2 separate regions of the Mus musculus genome follow, and region 1 is linked to region 2. A link is a contact called in public HiChIP or PLAC-seq data. All regions are on one chromosome and are shown on one strand. The core of a region is the stretch at or near the end of the contact, and the rest is flanking DNA. Distances in the headings are between cores, read along the strand shown. Region 1 overlaps Acmsd (amino carboxymuconate semialdehyde decarboxylase). Region 2 overlaps Tmem163 (transmembrane protein 163).

What was found. HiChIP or PLAC-seq counts read pairs in DNA pulled down with a chosen protein or histone mark.
Region 1: a FOXA1 HiChIP or PLAC-seq map of pancreatic cancer cells shows a contact between it and region 2. The contact joins two enhancer-like sites. A contact is called at or near these places in 1 of 484 Hi-C or Micro-C datasets (pancreatic cancer cells), 1 of 115 datasets of contacts at active chromatin or transcription factors (pancreatic cancer cells) and 1 of 9 other capture datasets (pancreatic islet).

What each region holds. Positions count from the first base shown.
Region 1 is chr1:127,755,106-127,758,309 of GRCm38.p6, reverse strand. Acmsd (amino carboxymuconate semialdehyde decarboxylase) reads right to left here. Exons shown (of 10, transcript NM_001033041.2): 7 at 211-306. All of the region lies in intron 1 of 2900009J06Rik (RIKEN cDNA 2900009J06 gene), which reads left to right. Among named protein-coding and RNA genes, the nearest start is that of 2900009J06Rik, 17 kb to the left of the region's middle. Within about 2 kb of position 1,314, at least 36 of the 459 cell types and tissues checked have an H3K27ac peak or open chromatin away from gene starts, as enhancers often do. A contact at or near this core is called in pancreatic cancer cells, where this site is marked.
Region 2 is chr1:127,621,427-127,624,477 of GRCm38.p6, reverse strand. The region is part of intron 2 of Tmem163 (transmembrane protein 163); the gene reads left to right. Among named protein-coding and RNA genes, the nearest start is that of Tmem163, 55 kb to the left of the region's middle. Within about 2 kb of position 1,642, at least 15 of the 459 cell types and tissues checked have an H3K27ac peak or open chromatin away from gene starts, as enhancers often do. A contact at or near this core is called in pancreatic cancer cells, where this site is marked.

The DNA of each region.
Region 1 (3,204 bases), core at 65-2,564, 130 kb before region 2:
CCTCTCCTCACTCATGTATTCACAGGGAAGAGTCACATGAGAACACAGGGAGAAGGTGGCCATCCATGTGCTAGGAGGGAGCTCTCCCCAGAATCCAACCCCATCAGTACTATGCTCTTAGGTTGCCAGGCTCAGCCGTGAGAAGATGTAGCCTTAAGTCACTGAGGCATTTCCTTAGGCCGGTATGAACTGATACAAATAGGGTCTCACCTCCGTGTGCGAAGCACACTTTGAGTTTGGGAAACTTCTCAAACACCCCACCCATGATCATGGAGCAAATGGCCATGGTGGTCTCCGATGGCATTCCTAAAAGAGGAGACAGTTACTTGGTGTTGTGAGAAAGAAAGGTTTAGTGACACGTTTCAGTCACAGGAGTACCTGCAGAATGGCAGTTGAGTTGGGGAATTTTCAGTGATGTATAACATGGGGCCCCTCTGCTCCAGAAATGATTCAAATGTCTATAGGGCATTGCTTGGCCAAGAAAACTCATCTGAAGGTCCCTATTTGGTATTTCAGGGAGAGTAGTCTAAGAGATCGAACGGACAAAGAGCCTGGCTTTGGTCCTGATGAGGCATGCAAGCACTGGAGGTAGCTTAGCTTGGAATGCCTATTTGGTTGGGGTCATACACACCTGCCCTTGTAATAATGCACTTAATAGTCCAAGCCTTTGCTTGCACATGCTATGCACACACACGCACACACACACACACACACACACACACACACACACACACACACACACACACACACACAGACTTCTTCAAACAGTGAACCTAGCAACCTCAGAACTCCTAGGCCCCCTACCTGCATCAGATTACATCAACTGACATCTTTGAATGATGTTGTAAGCTTCCCCAGCCCTGGTTACAATCAAATTTAGATCCCTCCCCCCCATCCCTGAGACAGGGTTTCTCTGTATAGCCCTGGCTGTCCTGGAACTCACTCTGTAGACCAGGCTGGCCTTGAACTTAGAAATCCACCTGCCTCTGCCTCCCACATGCTGGGATTAAAGGCGTGCGCCACCACGCCTGGCTTTCAAGTGTATTCTTAACATATCCAGCTAGGAAGAACAGAAGGACCTATCTGGCCTGAACTGGTTTGAAGTACATATACAAAACTGTGGCATTTAGTAACCTATTAGGGAGAATCCTCTATTTGTCATCTTAAGATGGGCAGGTACATAATTAAAATAAAATGCATTATGGGAAGGGACATTAGCAGTAAGTGTTAGGTCCCAAACCCCAAAAGGCAGTGCCACTTGTCTCAAGATGAGTCTAGGCTCGGTTCAGGCTGATGAAGAAGGATCTTGGGTAAACAGATAAAAGCCCCCATTGCTCGCTCAGAGCCTATATTTCTCTCTGGCTCAAAGAGCTAGTTCCCTTATTTCTTTCAATCTCAGGCAACTGAGGCATCTAGTTACTATCAAAACCTACACTGACCTCCAGGCCCCTTTAGTCCTTTTTAGCTTGTAGCTATGGCGAGTTTCAAAGCCTCTGGGCTCTTCTGGCCCTAAGCTCCCAGGCCTTTCCAGCTTACAAGTTCTTCATCCCCTTAACCTTGCAGCTACCATGCTCCCTTTAAAACTGGCCACTCCCTTATCACCCCCCTCCCGCCCACTCTTTTTCTCTCTGCTCCTAAGAGATAGCACTGGCAGTTGCCAGTTAGTAGTCCCTCCTCCCTGTCTCCTGAGAGGTAGCCACAGCAGCTTTGGACCCCCCAAAATACCCCTGAATATTCTCTACTACCCTAGAGATTGTTACATGCCAGCTTCAAATTTATAATTAACCTTTTCTTTCCAGGCACTATGGATCAGTCCAGTTCCGTGGTTTCAATGCAGCCTCACTCACAGCAAGAAAATAAACATGAGCTAATACTTACTGTCATGTGGTAGCCCTTCACTCCTAATAGAGTTATTTTGCAAATCTATATGAGTTCTTACTTTCAGCTCCTTGGATAAGAGCCCAAGAAGCTGGAAGCATCTGGCCTGGCCCTGACTCTCCAGTGACATTTATTTGCCTTCAGTTTTCTTTTCAATATTAAGGATCAAACCCAGGTCCTTGTGCTTGCTAGGCAAGCACTCTACCCCGGAGCTAAGTCCCCAGCCTCTCTCCTTTCAGTTTTGGATGTGTGGAGTTAGGCTTCTGGGCAGGATAGACAGCTCTCGCCATTTTCTGCCTCTTGGCCTTGAGGAAATTGTTTGGTCCCAGCCTGTGTTGTATCACCAGAGGACGTTCCTTCCTGTCTTGTAGGACTTTTGTGCAGTTTTGTAAATAATGACATTAGTAAAGCTCCTGGTTATGACTTCACCTTGGAGGCAGTCAGCAAATATTAGTCAGCTCTCTAAATTTCCTCATCTGTGAGCTTAGGGAGATTGCCGGGTTCAAATTCTGCCAGTTAGACAAAAGTCAACATTCCTCAGGAAACTGTGAAGCCGGGCTCTCCTCTACCATTGGCAGAAGGGACAAAGGGCTATCTGTGGTAGCCATTAGCATACCAGAGTGCCCCCAGATCTCTCAGTATCACAGGTACCTGTTACACATTTCAGAGTCCTTGCAGGCATCCTGGCTCTTCCCCTTCTGCCTCTTACTCTGGTCCTTCTTCAGCTTAGAAGCTCCCCTCCCTGGCTTCTCATTCTCATTCTATTGCTGCTTAGTCTTAGCCTCTCATTTTCCTTCTCTTTGTCTTCATCTTTCGCTCTCCCCTATATTGCCTTCTCCTCTCATGGCTAAATCCAGTATGCTAGCTATGTTTAGTCTGTTACTTTCTCTGTTCTGGATTCTTCCAGATGCCTCTGGCTCATAGCTACCTGAATTCACATCTACATTGTTCTCTCTCTCACATCTATAATAAAACCCTTCCCTCAACTACACCTTGGAGTGGACATGGTATCAGTTTACACAGTAGTGATGGTTGGCTTCTGGCAATGGGTTATTTTGAGGGTTCTGTGAGAGTATCTGGTGCCTAGGTATAGCTCACTAAATGTTAATGTAATGTTACTGTTAATCCCGTCAAGTTTCTGCTACCTCTTGGGAGCTAAGACTGAAAAATTATTGGGTGGATGTGAATTACTTTAAGTGTTTCCTACTCCTAGAAGCAGCAGTTGGTTCATGTCTCATGCTTTAACCCCCAGGAGCTAGTTGGGAATCCAGAGCTAGAGACTAGATTGTCAGTGAGGACCTCACTGTAGACTCCTTCTGCCCCTCA
Region 2 (3,051 bases), core at 393-2,892:
ACCCAGCATGTTTCTAAAGTTGTTAGAGAGGGTCAGGTCCTGGGCTCTGGCAACCCACCCAAGCTAGGTCCAGGCATCTTACTTAATAGGTCAGTTAAAGAGACAAGTGACATGGAAAACTGGAGGAGGGAGATTTATTTACTGTAGCTACATTGGAAAGAGAAACAAATTGACGTCCTGCCACTGTTGCTTCCCACCTCAAGCCCATCTGAGGTTTAGTTTTAAATAGAGGGCAAGAGGCATGCATAGCTAAGCAGTCTCAGCCATGATGTGGTCCCAACCATTACTAACCCATTACTGCCTGGACTCCAGTTTCTTATGCAAGATGGTTTGATGACATTTCTTGGGAGACAAGGCCCTCCTCTGCCTGGCAACAAGTTTTAGCCTTTCCCTTTTTGGAAGGTGGGAATCCAATTTTGGGGGCACCACTCTTCTGTAGTCTGGTAGCCAAGGTGAAGATGGGCATAGTGTCTCTGTTCTGGCTAGTTTTATGTCAACTTGACACAAGGTGGAGTCATCAGAGAGGAGGGAATCTCAATTGAGAAATTACCTCCATCAGATCAGGCTATAGTCAGGCCTGAAGGGCATTTTCTTAATTAGTAATTGATAGGGGAGGGCCCAGTCCATTGTGGGTGATACCATCCCTGGACTGATGGTCCAGGAGTCTATAAGAAAGCAGGCTAAGCAAGCCATGGAGAGCAAGCGAGTAAGCAGCACCCCTCCATGGCCTCTGCATCAGCTCCTGCCTCATTGGAGTTCCTGTCCTGATTTCTTTTGCTGATGAACCATAGTGTGGAAGTGGAAGCTGAATAAGCCCTTTCCTTCTCAAGTTGCTTTGGTCATGGTGTTTCATTGAAGCAGTGATAGTCCTAACTAAGACAGTCTATTTAGATATCTTCATTCCTATCAGGAGGGTATAGAAGCAGGCTTTGAAGTACTTGTATTAACAATTCCTAAACAACATAGCCAGTTTGACCAGCTTGAAGCTGCACTCCCTCTAAGGCTTCTCAGGCAGGAACAGAATTCAACTTTTGTTGGGGAAGTCCAACCTCTGCTTGATTCTTCTCTGTGGGTCGCCTTGAGGCAACACAGATACCTGAGGTAGAAACTTGGTCACACAGAGACCTGACAGTCCTGTAGACCTGCAGATTCCCAGAGGAGAGCGTCAAGCTGAGCTGCCAGCTGTGTCCCTTGGCATTGGAAGCATGTGTGGTGTTGGGGGAGTATTGCTACACAGACTTAATTTACACGTGTTCTCAAAGAAACCAGAGGGAGTTTTAGCTTAACAAGGAGTCTCCGTGTGCCAGGCCCAGCCTAAAGATGTTACCGTTTGATGATTTAGACCCTCTGTGATGCAAAAGCCTTGTTGGAAACTTGTTTGTTTTTGTTTTTTGTTTTTTGTTTTTGTTTCTCATGAAGCTTGTAATGTGGTAAGTGTGTGTGTGTGTCTGTGTGTCTGTATGTGTGTCTCTGTGTGTGTGTACATGTAGAGGCCAGAAGCTGATGTAGATGTCTTTATCACACTTCACCTTATTTTTGAGATAGGGTCTCTCACTCAACCTGGAGCTCACTGATGTGAGTCTGCCTGGGGGTGGGGTGGGGGGTTGTCCTCTTGTTTCCTCCTTGCCCTGTGTTGATAAAACAAACACATGCCATGACATCACACCCATTACTTTTTTACATAGATGCTAGAGATAGAACCAGGGTCTTCATGATTTCACGGCAGGGATCTTGCCCACCAAGCATCTCTCCAGTCATGGGATATCAGCATTCTTGAGAGGGCCAGTGGGTATCAAGGCAGCGATGAACCAGTCCTCCCTGTACCTTTCCTTATCTCCTTCCTAGGAGAAAAACCATAAAGGGGAGAGTCACAATTACTCACTTCCTAAATCCCAGCATGAATCACTGTTAACATTTCAGTCATGCTCGGAGGGAGCCTGCTTTTCCCTCCTGTGTACGTACTTCGATATTGTGTGACTAATCGTCTTAAAAACAGAGCAGGACAGAAGGCTAGAGCTCCTTTTGACAGATGCCCTCATTAGCCTTGTCTCTGTCAGGGTGAGCTAGTCTCTTTTCTGCATTTAATATATACCTCTCCTATTCTTTCATTATATTATCCTACCCCCCTCCATATGCTTGTGTGTGCGTGTGTATATGTTCATGTGTATATTTGTGCATGTGTGTGCAGGTGGAGGTGGAGGCCAGAGCAGCCTTATATATTGTTGCTCAAGCTTCATCTTCTTTGAGGCAGGGCCTCTCACTGGCCTGGAGCTCAGCAGTTAAGGGCTGGCTGGCCACTAAGCTCCAGGGATCCTCTTGGCTCTACCTCCCTAGCTGGGATTAAAAGTGTAGTGTGTACCCACTTACCTGGCCTTTTGTGTGAGCCCTGGGGATCTAACTTAAGCCCACAGGCTGGTACAGGCAATGTAGCTTCTAAGCTGTCTCTTCAGCTCCGTTACAGAGCTTGGATAAAGAGACCGCTTTCTCTTAAATTAACTTTGTATTTATGCTTTGTCAATTTCATAGACGCATATAATGTATTCTGATCATATTCACCCCATTCCCTTTTGAAAAAAAATCTACTATCCACTCTTCCTTTAAAAAACCTCCTCTTCCTCCCCCTACTTTAATGTTCTTAAAAAAAAAAAAAACCCACTGAGTTTAATTAGAGTTGCTTGTGTGAACCTGGGTAAGGAGTCATTTATGGGATCAGGGGCAACTTATCAGTGGCCACACTACTGAAGAAAAGTGATGTCCCTGCTGCAGTAGCCATTGACTGTTGAGAGCAACTCAGCTAAGGAGAAAATCACTTCCTACTTGCTCAAAATATCTACCAAAAAAGAGAAATTACATCTGATTTTTCTAGTGTGGAAACAGAATACATGCAAATGAGCAAACCTGTGAACAGCTCCTTTAAGGAGTGTGTCGGATCTTGTCATGTAATTCCAATTCTGACTCCATTCAAGCCTGCTGTCTTAATGTTGTGCATGTCCCCAGAAGAATGTGTGGACCTGGGGCCTCTGGGTAAACTAAACTTGAGTCTGTGTTCCA